3 separate regions of the Mus musculus genome follow, and all the other regions are linked to region 2. Evidence: chromatin contacts called from public Hi-C and HiChIP or PLAC-seq data. All regions are on one chromosome and are shown on one strand. The core of a region is the stretch at or near the end of the contact, and the rest is flanking DNA. Distances in the headings are between cores, read along the strand shown. Region 1 has its middle 53 kb from the start of Gm41042. Region 2 overlaps Pik3r1 (phosphoinositide-3-kinase regulatory subunit 1). Region 3 has its middle 120 kb from the start of Gm36703.

Region 1 (4,949 bases), core at 612-3,111, 770 kb before region 2:
AATCCCAGCACTCGGGAGGCAGAGGCAGGCAGATTTCTGAGTTTGAAGCCAGCCTGGTCCACAAAGTGAGTTCCAGGACAGCCAGGGCTATACAGAGAAACCCTGTCTTGAAAGAAACAAAACAAAACAAAACAAAAAACAAAAAACAAACAAACAAACAAAAAGAAGTGGGTTGCAGCTGACCCATCCCCAAACTTTAAGAACCCACACTCATGACTGACTTCAGTGAAGCTTGCCTTTCACCAGGGTGATCTGGAGGGCTTGCTGAGCTCCAGGGCAGAGCCCACCCCAGAGCTCCTTATACTTTACGGTTGGGGTGGGATCCACAGTGTTTAACAAGTTTCCTGGGGCTAATGATGTTTCTGGTATGGGGGACTTTTTAAAAATATAGGTTTGGTTATTGTAAGGTTGAAAAGCCCAAGAAAGCCGAATTATGGATTCTCCTTTCCCAGTTGGCTGGAGAAAGTAGTTATTCTGACAGAGAGAGGCAAGGCTCAGGAGGTGGAGCTCGGCTCCCATTCTTCTAATGCTTCCAACTATGTGATCCTGGCAGAGTAACCTTCTCTTCCCGGCACCTCCATTTTCTTATCTGAAAAACAGGGGTCTTCTAGCTCATAGGTTTGTGAGTGCGTATATATGTAGTATACCACGCTGACACATAGAATATCTATAATGAGCTGCTGGGGATATGGCTTGTTTGCTAGAGTGTTTATCTAACACATGGGAATCCCTGCTTTTGTTTCCACGCACCACATAAACATGGTGTTAGGGTTGCATGCCTATAATCCCAGCTCTCAAGAAGAGGAAGACCAGAAATTCAAGGCCACCCTTAGCAACATATTGATCTGAAGCTAGCCTGGGCTACATGAGACCCTGTCTAAAAATAACCAAGAGCCAAAACAACAACAAAACTGAAAAAACAAAACAACATATCCCCAAATCCCAAAACACAAAAAGCTATTGTAATGAATAGCTATTCTTTAAAACATTTGAAACTGAAGAAGAACGAAGACCAAAGTGTGGGCACTTTGCCCCTTCTTAGAATTGGAAACAATCACCCATGGAAGGAGTTACAGAGACAAAGTTTGGAGCTGAGACAAAAGGATGGACCATCTAGAGACTACCATATCCAGGGATCCATCCCATAATTAACCTCCAAACGATGACACCATTGCATACACTAGCAAGCGTTTGTTGCAAGGACCGTGATATAGCTGTCTCTTGTGAGACTAGGCCGGGGCCTAGCAAACACAGAAGTGGATACTCACAGTCAACTATTGGATGGATCACAGGGCCCCCAATGGAGGAGCTAGAGAAAGTATCCAAGGAGCTAAAGAGATCTGCAACCCTGTAGGTGCAACAACATTATGAACTAACCAGTACCCCAGAGCTCTTGACTCTAGCTGCATATGTATCAAAAGATGGCCTAGTCGGCCATCACTGGAAAGAGAGGCCCATTAAACAGGCAAACTTTATATGCCCCAGTACAGGGGAACGCCAGGGCCAAAAAATGGGAATAGGTGGGTAGGGGAGTGGGGGGGGGGAGGGTGGGGGGAACTTTTGGGATAGCATTGAAAATATAATTGAGGAAAATATGTAATAAAAAAAAACAAAACAAAAAAAACATTTTTATACATCTTTGAAGTAGTTACGTTTACTAAAAATAGACCGAAATAAAAATAATTAAATACAAGGCACAGGTACTTTAAATAAGTGTAAGGTGGTAATACTTTATTAAATTAAAAAATTCCCTGAAATGAAATATAGCATCTCCATGATCAGCCTTTGTTGTTCTGAGGTTAAGAGAAGTTGGCCCCTGTGCACCACACTGCTGAGGAGGAAAAACATCAGAACAAAGATTGCATAGAGGCATGATTAGGTAGCTTTTAAAACCATGAAACTCGAAACTTTCCCAGCTGTGGGAGTAGGCACAGCTGCTCCGAGTTTTAAAATTTGTTCTTGAGCTTTCCACCCCTTGCAAAATTGACTCCCTTCCTGGCGTGCCTTTGGTTAAGACTTTGGGTCTCTAGGATGCAAATTGTATTTTCTAGGAGTAATAGCCCATTAATCCGATAATATGCACTGACTCTTTCAGACTAGATTATGTGAGATTAGCTAGGTGTTACCTCGGAAAATACAGTGCCTTGCCCTGAGGGAATAGGTCACAGCTGCCTCTGAGGAAAGATCTGGGGTGTGGGGCTTTATGGGGACATGGGCTGCCAAGGGTACTGGGCAGGGCAGGGGCAGGGCAGGAGAGAGTGCTGGTGGGGGATTCAGCTGGCTACAGTCTCTGCCTGGAGAGTTCCACTTTCCAGTGCTGATTGCCCTCTTTTTTTTTTTTTTTTCCATTTTTTATTAGGTATTTCGCTCATTTACATTTGCAATGCTATACCAAAAGTCCCCCATAGCCACCCACCCCCTCTCCCCTACCCACCCACTCCCCTTTTATGGCCCTGGCGTTCCCCTGTACTGGGGCATATAAAGTTTGCGTGTCCAATGGGCCTCTCATTCCAGTGATGGCCGACTAGGCCATCTTTTGATGCATATGCAGCTAGAGTCAAGAGCTCCGGGGTACTGGTTAGCCCTCTTGTGCACTGAAATGGAGGTAGATGGCTTTAGCGTTGGAGGTTTGGAAGCCTCATGCATACCAGCTCCTCTCCAGGCCTCTGCCTGCAGTGCGCATGACCACTGGCTGTGAGAAGAAATTAAACTGAGTTCTAGTAGATGGACTCATAGAGTTAAGCCTCGCTTTGGGGCACAAAGGTAGCAATAACCCAGTGAGCTTGTCTCCTTCTCCTTTTCTAATGATGACTAAGTCACCTGAAGCAAACATTACATTAGCCTTATCCTAAAATCATGGGAAACCCCGAGACAACTGAAAGATAAGGCTTACTGGAGAGCAAGCTGCGACTTCATTTCATTTTAATAGTTTGTGCTGACTGGAAATCTTTAAACCAATCCCACTGGATGATTTTAGTGGCATTTTCTTGGCTAACCTATCAGAGAGATTGGTGCATGTGGCTTGCTTTCTACTTTAACAGCAAGGGCACACGAGGTTTGTTTTCCCCATGACACAGCATCATCCCTTCCTTCTCTCTGTTAAGTGGGAGGTCCTAGGTAGGAGTCTGGAACCCTTTTCCAGCCCTTGGGTTTTGCGGCAGGCTCGTTAGAACCTGACAGGGGTTCTTGGCACTTCAGCTAGCTCTTGGCAGCCAAGTGACCTTTCACTTTGAATGTAACTAATGTCCACTTGTAATGTCCAGCTCATGAATATTGCCAGACAGATTGGTTGATGGGACAACGCATAAAGACAACTGGTCAGCTCTGCCCTGTCCTCACTTGGCAACTAGTGGCTGTGGATGAAGGATGGGCAGTCTCTGTGGCCAGGGTCCTCAGCACCCAGCCATGGAGGCTGAGCTGGCACTGTGGCCTGGGGAGGGGCTGCAGTGGGGAGCAGAGAGGGGGGAGGACATGTTGGGATTGTTCTCAAGGCCAAGTGCTACAGTTCTGTGTCTATATGAACACTATATCTATAGGTGGACTTTAAGTATGGACTTTTAGCATCATAATTCTGGATTAGAGGATTAGAGAGATATTTGAAGATATTATTTAGTAGCTCTTGGTATTATATTGACATATGACACGATATAGGATATTATATTTATTTAGTCACTACAATCATGTAACTTTAAAGTATACGTCACAGATGTGTATATGTGGGGCAAAGTCAAGGAAAGGAACCTATCAGCCACATAGTTACCTTCTTGTGGTAGAAGTATCCACATTGACACTCTACTATTAGCTGGACTTCCAGGATACAGTGTTGTAACTACAGACTCCAGGATACAGTGTTGTAACTACAGACTCCAGGATACAGTATTGTAACTACAGACTCCAGGATACAGTGTTGTAACTACAGACTCCAGGATACAGTGTTGTAACTACAGACTCCAGGATACAGTGTTGTAACTACAGACTCCAGGATACAGTGTTGTAACTACAGACTCCAGGATACAGTGTTGTAACTACAGACTCCAGGATACAGTGTTGTAACTACAGACTCCAGGATACAGTGTTGTAACTACAGACTCCAGGATACAGTGTTGTAACTACAGACTCCAGGATACAGTGTTGTAACTACAGACTCCAGGATACAGTGTTGTAACTACAGACTCCAGGATACAGTGTTGTAACTACAGACTCCAGGATACAGTGTTGTAACTACAGACTCCAGGATACAGTGTTGTAACTACAGACTCCAGGATACAGTGTTGTAACTACAGACTCCAGGATACAGTGTTGTAACTACAGACTCCTGGATACTACAGACTCCTGTTGCTTTCCAGGCTCGTTCTTACTACAAAGTACAACTTTTTTTTTTTTTTTTTTTTAGTTTAATGTATTTTAATAGCAAACTTACAGGAACAGCACAGAAGACTGACAACATTAAGCACATGTACTTGTATGTAGGACAACTCAGTTAGAAAAGTATAGTGAATGGATGGAATTTACTGTGTGATAAAAATGCTACAAACACCATTTAGTTGCTGTCAATAAGAAATTTACTTATTTTAAAAAAATCCAAATGCTGGCATTGTCCAGAAAATTTTAACAGGTTTATTTATAATTGTTATAAAGTTGAACTGTTGAAATGTGTTCACTGAAACATTTTGCTTGCATTAATGCTTTCCATCTTGCATTTATATTAAAAATTCACACACAAATGAACGTGGAGAAACGCCAATACCTGATTCTGTCCCCTATGTTTCCACTCGCAATCATATACTTAGGTACCTTTGACCCCATGGAAAAAATATCTAACATTCAGAACTACTGATAACAGGAAGAAGAGGAAAAAAAATTTTTTTGAGAATGAAATGTTTCCCCTCATAGTGGACTCTTAAGCACGTTCTCCGCATATGCGGCGTGCTAGCTGGATATCTTTTGGC
Region 2 (4,637 bases), core at 249-2,748:
CGGAAAAAAAAAAAAAAAACCCACTGGCACAGAGATCGGAATTGCTTAATAAAGTTTATCTCTTTCCAAAATCTTATCAACTCGATCATTTCCATGGGCAAATATAAAAACTAAATTAAATGATAATTAAAAATTTCATGTAACTATTATTGAAATATGCACCCAACAGTTGCTGGCTGGGCAAGTGCTTGCACACACAGGAGGTTTCTATCTTCCTCTACTTCAGCTGAAAAAAAAAACAAAAAACAAAAATCAATATCCTGAGCTACAGAGTGTCTCCATCTCACAACTAGACTACTGCTAGATGAGGTCTCTGAAAGCCACTGTAGTGAGAACACTGGCCTTTTCAAAGCACTGTGCACATAGAGGGGGAGGAAGAGTTCTCCTTTTTTGTGCCGTATCGAGGAGATACCCAGCTGAATTTTTTAATACCGAAGAAGCTAGATTGGGCAAAGGTATGACTCACAACAGCTGATGGAGATTGCGCAAGGGGAACTTGACAGGGCAAACTTTACAAGGTAAGACAATGAAAACAACAACAATTCTAGGATGTCCTACTCCTTGGTAGAAGGTCTCTCACTCGGCACGCTTCCTCTCAGAAATATTCAGGCTTGGATGCTACGGCCGTTCCGATTGCCTGCTTTAGACAATGGGGACCATCCCTGGAATTCTAAACAGCACTCTAAAACAAGTGTTACTTTCTTACAACAATTCTAAGCCTAACTATTCTCTAACCCCATTAAATACACATGTAAGACCTATATTTCTGTCCGTAGATTTCATCGTAAGTGATTCCAGCAGGAAGTAAGTAGCTAGGGATGACTAACAGGCTAACTGTTCCCTGTCCATGATGAAGCATCAAATCAAACTCTGATAAAACAAAATGGTACCAAAAATTTCAATAAAAACAAACAAACAAACAAACAAACAAACAAAAAACCCTACAGAATATACAGGTTGGGGCTGCCAAGCAAAACCCAAATTAGCAGGCTGAACATTTCCATTTTACATATACATTCCATTCGATGCAATTCTCCAGACAGTCTGCTTCTGAATCAGAATGCACTTGGGGTTGGAAGCTTGCCCTACTGCGTTGTCTAAGGGCTGCAGAGCTACAATCCTTCTTCCGCATCTGGAAGTATCTGTAGATTTCCTGACACACCCAAGCCCAGTCTCTCACTTAGCCAAATCATTTTTCATCAGAAAAAGTTAATGTTGTGCAAGGAAAAAGGAAAAAGAAAACAAAGGAAGAAGAGTCGAAAGGTCTGAGAAGAGTGAGTCTAAACTAGTATGTCTAATTGCTAAGGAAGGCAGGTAGGCTAGCCTTCCACACTTACAAGAACTCCGGTGAACCAGGAGCCCCAGGTCATAGAAGAAATTACTCATGCGACGTTGGAGGCAGCATGTTCTGTTTGCTCTTTCTGCGGACCCTGGGGACAGCCAATCACAGAACAGAAGAGAACCTCTCTCCAACCTGAAGCCCTTCCCAGACTACTGAAGTGGGCAAGCCTCAACACTCCTGGGCACCAGAGGTGTGTGGGAGATAGGAGCATTCTGTGCTCTAAGTGGTGCCAGCGCTACCAAGTGCAAGATGAAACCAACACACAGCTGCAGCTCCTGGAGGCGTTCTCCATTAAAAAAAAAAAATTAAAAGAAAAGAAAAAGACATTTTAAAGTTAGTGCCTGGCAGGAGCGAGTGGAAAGTTTAAGCGGAAACATCAAAACGCAGAGACTGCCCAAGCCAAGTATTTCATTCCTAATGGAAGCGGCTTGGAAGTGTGTGAAAAGTTCCTCGTTTCCACTCAAAATCTAACATGGACTACACAGGAAAGAAAGGATATATGCAAATGGGGATCGATATTAAGTCAAGATGTTAACGTGTCTACTGACTTGCTGAATCCAAGCTTTCTTTCTGTCTGTACCAATCTTCTCTAGTGACTTCAAAAGAGGGGAAAAAAAATAGTGGACACAAATCAAAGCAACCCCAATTCTTTTCTTAAACAAACGCTGTAAGCACGTTCATACTGTCTACCTATAACAGCTAATACCCTGGACTTCAAACTTCTTAAGCTCTGTGGGCTGCAAGCCACATCAAAAGCTGGTGCGCTCTTTGGGCAAGACAGTAAGACTAAGAATCAAAAACAAAGTAGAAAAATAAACCATGGGTTTGTTCATTTTGGTACACACTGGTTTCATCAGTAGTGCTGACATGATTAAAAGCACAAAGAGACGTGTGTTTCCATCCTTGGGGTACCACTTAAGAACAGTAATCTTGGACAAGTTAATTGACTTTAGACCTGAGGTTTTTTTTTTGTTTTTTTTTTTTTGTTTTCTGTAAAATGGGAGTAATTATATGAGTTAGTGGACAAAGTACCCAGGGTGTAGAAAGACAATCATTAATCCCAGAATGATTAATAGATTTAAAAGGTTTCATTTTTACATCTAGTAATGTCTGTCTGCATGTCTCTACATGAACCACATGTTCCCCAGGTGCCCAAGGAGGCCAGAAGAGGGCACTGAATCCCCTAGAACTGTAGTTATTGATAGTTGTAGCTGCCACGTGGGTGCTGGGAACTGAGTGTGGGTCCTCTGAAAGAGTAGCCAGTACTCTTAACTACTGGGCAATCTTCCCTGCTCCATTAAAAGATTTTTTTCGATATTCATTCACGATGACAAAATTTAAAAGTAGACTCTCTATATAATATTAGGTCAGTTTTCCTAGTACTTCTTAAGGAGAGGAGCTTGAAGCGTATCTGACAGAGTAGTTATTAACGTTTTGCTTCTCACTCTATAAATAATACTCAGTATCTTTTCAGAAGTTAACTCAAATATTATACTATTTTGAACTTATCATATTGTCTCCTAATAAGGACCATAACACTAGTCTGTAAGTTATTTGACTTCAAGTCTCTGAATCTGAAGGATAAACTAAGTTGGAATGATTGTGTGATAAATTCTATTAAGCTTCCACAAGTGAACTAGGTTTTGCTTTGGAGAATGAAGACGCAAGGATGGGCAGTGAAATATGGGAGTTGATGTGAAAGTAAATTTTCAGGTGTAACCACTGTTTTCTGAGGTAACTAGGGTTACTAGTAACACTGACATTTTCAGGCGGCTAACAGATTTGAACTGACGCCTGAGAGTCCTTGCAGGTATCCTACACTCCTTACTTCTCAACATCTCCAAGTTCATCCCCTGCCTCATCTTTTTTTTGCTCCACAAGTCAGAAGAGAATAGGAGTCTATGTCCACTTAATCTTATTTCTAGACTGGCTTCTAGGTCAGCCTCAGAAACAAACAGCAGGCAGAGGTCTTAGGAAGTATATGCAGGTGCACAGCTTTGCCTGACGGCCTCTACTAAAGCCATAAAGTGACTTCAGGATACAGAAGGGCAAGGTTACACTTAATCTTTGACAGGCAAGCTAATTAATTGTGATCTTTATCACCTAAATTGGAATGTGATGTAAAGATGACAACTTACTGTGCACAGCGAATTAAAATGCTGAGCAGGAGGTAAATAGGGAAGAGAGTGAGCCCCCCACCCCCATTTCCTAGCAAGAAAATAATTTATAGTTGAGTCCAAGGAATTTCAAAGGCCAGTGATTTATAAGGAAGTTGGTCCTTTGGTCTGTTGGCTTAGAAAGATTTCATTTGAAGCATGACTTAGATAACCCCTAAAAGAAAGAATGGGGAGGTGGAAGTGGGGAGTAAGAGAAAAAAAAATCACATTTCACATATGTTCTCGTGGTGGCACTTGGCTCTTTGTTGAATGCATGAAGGAAGGAGTGTTAATGGCACCAGCTAAATGTCCCCACACCTTTTAACATGTATGCTCTTTTTTCTTTTTTCATACCAGCTCAAAGATGTATAGTCTTTATTGTTTTTTTGATGTAAAGACAAGGAAACAGAAGTTGAGAAATTAAGCCACTTGGTCCATGTCATAAGCTCCTAAGTAGTGTGTATGTGCTTAGCATGGGCCAGTTTTCTCTTCATCAGTCCCTGGTTTGGACATGTTTGCTATGATGTTTCCCAAAATTTCAAGGTTCCCAAATTTCAGTGGTAACTGCAGTAAGAATGTCATGTAATACAGAAGACATGTGATCCTCATTCCCATCAGGCAATGGCCAAGTACTGGTGGGTTCAAGAAAAGCCACCTCAACAGCAGCATCCGCTTATGTATCTCCTGCCCCCAAGTTAGACAGCAGATGTATTCTCTTCCATTCTCACACTGTTTTGATATACAGGTAATCAGGGGTACACACAGTGGAGCAGTGGGCACCCCTGTTCATAGCAGATGGAAGTAGGAACACCTTGCAGAACAAGGTGAGCGAGGGCTGGACGCAATGCTCACATCTCTCCTATATACATTTGATACTAAACCTCACCATCAAATGTATAAAAACGTGTTACAAATGCTCCAATGAAGCCAGATCATAGGAGGAGTTTGAGAAGCCCCAGATGCAATTAGAGGAGATGGAAGGGACTGGAAAGTTAACATGGTGACCCCAGAGGCCAGGAAGATGTCTGATCTCAGCTGGCAAACCCACTGATCAGGCAGAAGCAAATGCTGGCCAACGGAGGACAGAATTTGAGGAGGAGGAGCTGCCAAAGCAGTAAACTGGTTCAGATGAACAATGC
Region 3 (4,520 bases), core at 1,465-3,964, 520 kb after region 2:
CTATGGGGCTTCCAAACTGTTTACTGACAAATGCCTTAATGCCCTCTTTGTGGCACCAGACCACTAAGATGACTGAGAAACTCCAAGAAGTGATTTCTATGAAACAACCCACACTTGAGTTTTAGTTGTAACTTGTTCATTCTTGAGACATGACATTGAGGTCTTTTAACATGAGCGACACTTGACAAAGGTGATGAAGAACACATTTAAGCTGTTTAGAGAAGAACAACTTCTGGAAAGCTTTCAGAGCAGTCTTCTGACTTAGTGTACCTTGTCACAGTGAAGACACTCAGAATTACCTCATGCCAGGACTTAGGAACACCCTGCCAGAAAAAAAACACTCTGTTAGGTTTTTTGACAAAGAATGCATAGATTTTTTTTATCTGAAATTTATGCATAATATTTGCATAGACGTATAGTATTATACACACTAATGATCAAATCAGGCTATCCAGTCTTTGCAGCTTTTTAAATATATTATCTTATTAAATATATTGAGAAGCTTAAATTCTCTTCTAGTCTTTTCAAATGTATAGCAAATGTTGCAGACTATGCCATACACTGACTGCTCATATCCAACAGAAGAAAGTTTGGAAAAATGCAGTTTATTTTTATTATTTATTTATTTATTTATTTGTCACTCTCCTGATAAATGTAAAACAAATATTCAATGTAAAAAAAAAACCCTCCAAAATAGAGGAAGAAAGTAAGTAGTGTTTTTTTGCATATCTATTTTAAATCAAAATAGTGTTTGCCCGAGTGACCCACTGTTACAGCCATTTCCTACTGTGGGGCCCATTTTTGCTTGTTGACTATAAAGTTTTTCTTTGAATTCTAGAAGTTTCTTTCTCATCAAACTGAATTATTCAAACTCTAAAACCATAAAAGCACAAACATGGACATTATTCTTAAAAGGGTTTGTTTTTTTTAACTTTCCATGAAAAACAAAGATAAATTCTTTTGTTTGGAATGTGGCCTGGAAACTTGAATCAGAACTAAGGAAATATCCAGATTTATCAGTCTGCAATGTTCTTTGCAGTGTCAGGGTCTTTGGTTGATTTTTTTTCTTTAGTTGCATATCTCTGCCCGATTCTCTCCTCTGCCTGTCCAGCTTCATCCATCCTACAATAAAATGGAATATTGTTTTAGGAATTTGTTGACTCAGAATTGCATCATCTAGCGCTAAGTGACAGCACAGAGCCTTCTTATCATTGGTTCTGACACAGATCATATTAGCTGCCGCTCTAGGTCAGAGTGGTTGCCACTGAGAATTCAGAGGTGGAGGATGAATAGCTTGTCTTCCTTGGCTTGTGGTATGAGTCCAGTCCGCATGACTGGCTTGCCTGCAGAGGATGGGATGTGAATTGTGTTTTCTGACGTCAATGAACCGCTCCCATGCTCTAGTGGAGAAGCATCTGGAAAGTTTCGTGCTTTCCTGTGCAATGTTGCTCAGGACTTGGTCCTTTCCCTCCACACAGTGAGAAAGAACTGTCTGCTACCTAGGCTTTGTGGGAGAGCTGACTTTTCTAGGTGGACCATGTTCTCATTAGTGTAGAGCTAGGAACTGTTTCATTTTAATTAAAGGTAATCCAGAACTGATGCACTTTCTAAGGAAGCAATGTGTCAATAAAACAACTTAGAAGGAGTAGAATGAGTGTCTCCCCTTGGCAATTGGAGAGCAGAGGCAGCAAACTGTGTGACCAGTGCAGCAGGTAGGACACTCCCACTAAGTTCTTCTTGCTGGTGTTTGGGTTTTGCTTTTTCCTTCTCACCAAAAACAAAGGAGGAATCTTTTGGGTAATATTTCCATGAGAGGCTCCAAAACCGTGAAATCCCAGATTCTAAAGAAAGAGCTGCCTACCTCCTACAGTTATGGTGACCCCCTAAAGTTTTTATCAGCCCCTTCTGGAAAGGCATCAAGTCCACCCACCTTGTTAAATAACTATTTATCTCCCTACTTGCGGTCTGTAATTATCATTCCATTTCTGGGGAACCAGGACTACATCCAGCTACAGACCCAGTTCAAAGTGAGGAGGAGGAGGAGGAGGAGGAGGAGGAGGAGGAGGAGGAGGAGGAGGAGGAACATAAAACTGCCCTATCTGGTTTGTCTTCCTTCCTTCCTTCCTTCCTTCCTTCCTTCCTTCCTTCCTTCCTTCCTTCCTTCCTTTCTTTCTTTCTTTCTTTCTTTTTTCTTTCTTTCCTTCTCTCTCTCTCTCTCTCTCTCTCTCTCTCTCTCTCTCTCTCTCTCTTTTTCTTTTCTTTCTTTTTTTTCCAGTAAGCAATGAAGGAACTAAGAGCGTACACACATTCTTCTTGTCTTGGATCAACAAAGGAGTCATGCCAAATGTCAGATTAAATATTCCGCAGCTGAAGTGTTTGCACAACTTTTTGGTGGCTACCATTTAAAGAAACAAAACCAGCGATGGGCCTTTAAAAAAAAAATCACCCTTCCTTTGACATGCTCACAGTGTTCTGCCAGCAGTTGCTCCAAGCTGGAAGGCCAGGCCCTGCATATCTTGTCAATGGACCATGTGTGCCAGCTGGCAAGCATAGACTTGGGTATCCGTTCCTACAGGGGCATGAAGCCCCACTGTGTGCCTCACAGGCCACAACTGTATTGCTGTCTTCTTTCACCCATGACTGTGTTGGCTGAGGAGCTGGCCATTTAAATACAGAAGGAATTTCCTGATTCTTCAAGTATCTGTCATGTTTCAACAATGAGGTTGCACTCTCTGAGCTGCGTGTCTTTTCAGTTTGGGTTGGCTCTGTGGGACTGCTGGGGAAACCAGAGACAGATCTTTTATTGAAACAAAATAATAAGTCTGAACAAATCAGCCTTGTTATCTTTGGCTCTGGTGAGAGGTATATTCTTTTCAGCTTTATATTTCTACAGGATTGCTCAAGAGGCAATGTTTCCCCTTGCCAGGTTATGTGAGGGACAGAAGAGAACAGAAGGAGCCGGAATGCTTGGAGAAATGAGCGTTTTCCTGCATTTTCCAAATTACCTTTCCTTCTAGTCTGAGGCAGTCAGTGTTCCTCCCTCATTTCTCTTATAAGAAAAGAGAAGGGCAGGGCATCTCTCACCTGGCCAACATTGCGTGGTGGCAGTGTAGCTGTGAAGAATGACATTGGCCACTCACTCTCTATGATTTCAGGCAAGTTACTTCACCCCTCCACTCTAATTTAACTCCTTTACAAGAATGGAAATGGCAACAGGAATTGTTTGCTGATATTGACATAGAATCTGGAGTGTGTGAAGTGAGCTTAGGAGTAAAAGACAAGCCAGGTCAACTTCCAGCGACCGTGTAGACTGAAACCAAATGCCAGTCTTCTCTCAGCAGATACTGAGGGCTCTTCACTCTTCCGGAAGTCACTATCTTTCCCTGCATCCTCCATGGCAAGGTTGGAGGCAAGCAGAGACTCCAAAGAGATGTAGTTGTGTGTTCTTTTATTTCAATGTGCTTTTCCGGACTAGAGAGATGGCTCAGTTGTTAAGGATGCTTAGTCCATCACAGAGTACAGAGTTCAGTTCTCCGTACCTACCTAGGATGGCTTACACTACCAGAAAATTTAAATATATGCGATGCGATGTTCTCTTTAGCCTCCCTGGGTACCTGGAGACATGTGGTGCATATAACTTCACACCTACACACAGATAAATACATAAATAAATAAAATTACTTTTCCATGGAGATGAACTAGACCTGAAGCTCTAGCTCAGATCATAACAACTGCAAAAGCAACTGCCTCTGTGTACCAAGTAGAGGGAGTCTCCCAGGCTATGGAGACACATCTGGGATCTGTCCTATCATTCCCAGGTAAGCACTCTAGATTTAGAACAGAACGCACAAAGTTGTCAGGAGACGTATTTACTTGTGACAGTTGATGTCTGGTCTATTCCAGCTTGACTGTTTATGATAACGGGTACCAATCATCACAGGGGCTGCCAGTAGGATCCTTCAAAACACCACACAGGTGCTTCCCACATGGCAGGCTCTGTAGTCATCCTTGGATCCAAAGATGAGTCAGAAACAACCCTTTCTTCCCAAATGAGGCTTTATAATACAGAGAGATTTCTGCCGTTGTGTTTCAATTCTATATCCTCTAGAATCCATTCAGAATAAAGGTTTTTTTCATACATCCTTATTACTAGGCACATAATCAGACAGTTTTGAAGGTTTGGAATGAGGGTTCTATAATTTCCATCATCAATCCCCAGCAAGGAAGCAAAACCAAAAAGGAAGAGAGAGGCTTAAAATACAGCCACTGAGTTAGTCACTTGAGGTTGCCCTTCTCCAAGTCCTGCTAAGGTATGGGGGCTGAAGTTGTTCCACCTGACCCCACAAAATTTCAAGAAGAGCTGAATACCGGTTACAGCTTTGCCAAAGACAAGCTATGGGATCTTAGCTAAAATCTCCCATCTTGCCTTGGCCATATGTTTACCTGGAAAATGGAGAAGATGAAGACTATTCAAGCTATAGGTGCATCATCCAAACATGAAAAGAGTAATGTCCACAGGA

What was found. Hi-C and Micro-C count contacts between places; a contact is called where the count stands out from the background. HiChIP or PLAC-seq counts read pairs in DNA pulled down with a chosen protein or histone mark.
Region 1: a Hi-C map of uterus shows a contact between it and region 2, with 5 times the contacts expected there. The contact joins two enhancer-like sites. A contact is called at or near these places in 5 of 39 promoter capture datasets (cranial neural crest, frontonasal cranial neural crest, maxillary cranial neural crest and 2 more), 19 of 484 Hi-C or Micro-C datasets (B cells, the G1E-ER4 cell line, bone marrow-derived macrophages and 14 more), 5 of 115 datasets of contacts at active chromatin or transcription factors (T-cell acute lymphoblastic leukemia, embryonic basal ganglia, embryonic limb bud and 2 more) and 1 of 9 other capture datasets (embryonic stem cells).
Region 3: a contact with region 2 is called in an H3K27ac HiChIP or PLAC-seq map of heart atrium, with 6 times the contacts expected there. The contact joins two enhancer-like sites. A contact is called at or near these places in 1 of 484 Hi-C or Micro-C datasets (uterus) and 6 of 115 datasets of contacts at active chromatin or transcription factors (the NIH/3T3 cell line, cardiomyocytes, fibro-adipogenic progenitors and 3 more).

The regions. Positions count from the first base shown.
Region 1 is chr13:100,941,505-100,946,453 of GRCm38.p6, forward strand. It overlaps the pseudogene Gm10257. Among named protein-coding and RNA genes, the nearest start is that of Gm41042, 53 kb to the right of the region's middle. Within about 2 kb of position 1,862, at least 14 of the 459 cell types and tissues checked have an H3K27ac peak or open chromatin away from gene starts, as enhancers often do. A contact at or near this core is called in uterus, where this site is marked.
Region 2 is chr13:101,711,808-101,716,444 of GRCm38.p6, forward strand. The region is part of intron 2 of Pik3r1 (phosphoinositide-3-kinase regulatory subunit 1); the gene reads right to left. Among named protein-coding and RNA genes, the nearest start is that of Pik3r1, 54 kb to the right of the region's middle. Within about 2 kb of position 1,499, at least 37 of the 459 cell types and tissues checked have an H3K27ac peak or open chromatin away from gene starts, as enhancers often do. A contact at or near this core is called in heart atrium and uterus, where this site is marked.
Region 3 is chr13:102,229,992-102,234,511 of GRCm38.p6, forward strand. No RefSeq gene overlaps it. Among named protein-coding and RNA genes, the nearest start is that of Gm36703, 120 kb to the right of the region's middle. Within about 2 kb of position 2,715, at least 83 of the 459 cell types and tissues checked have an H3K27ac peak or open chromatin away from gene starts, as enhancers often do. A contact at or near this core is called in heart atrium and uterus, where this site is marked.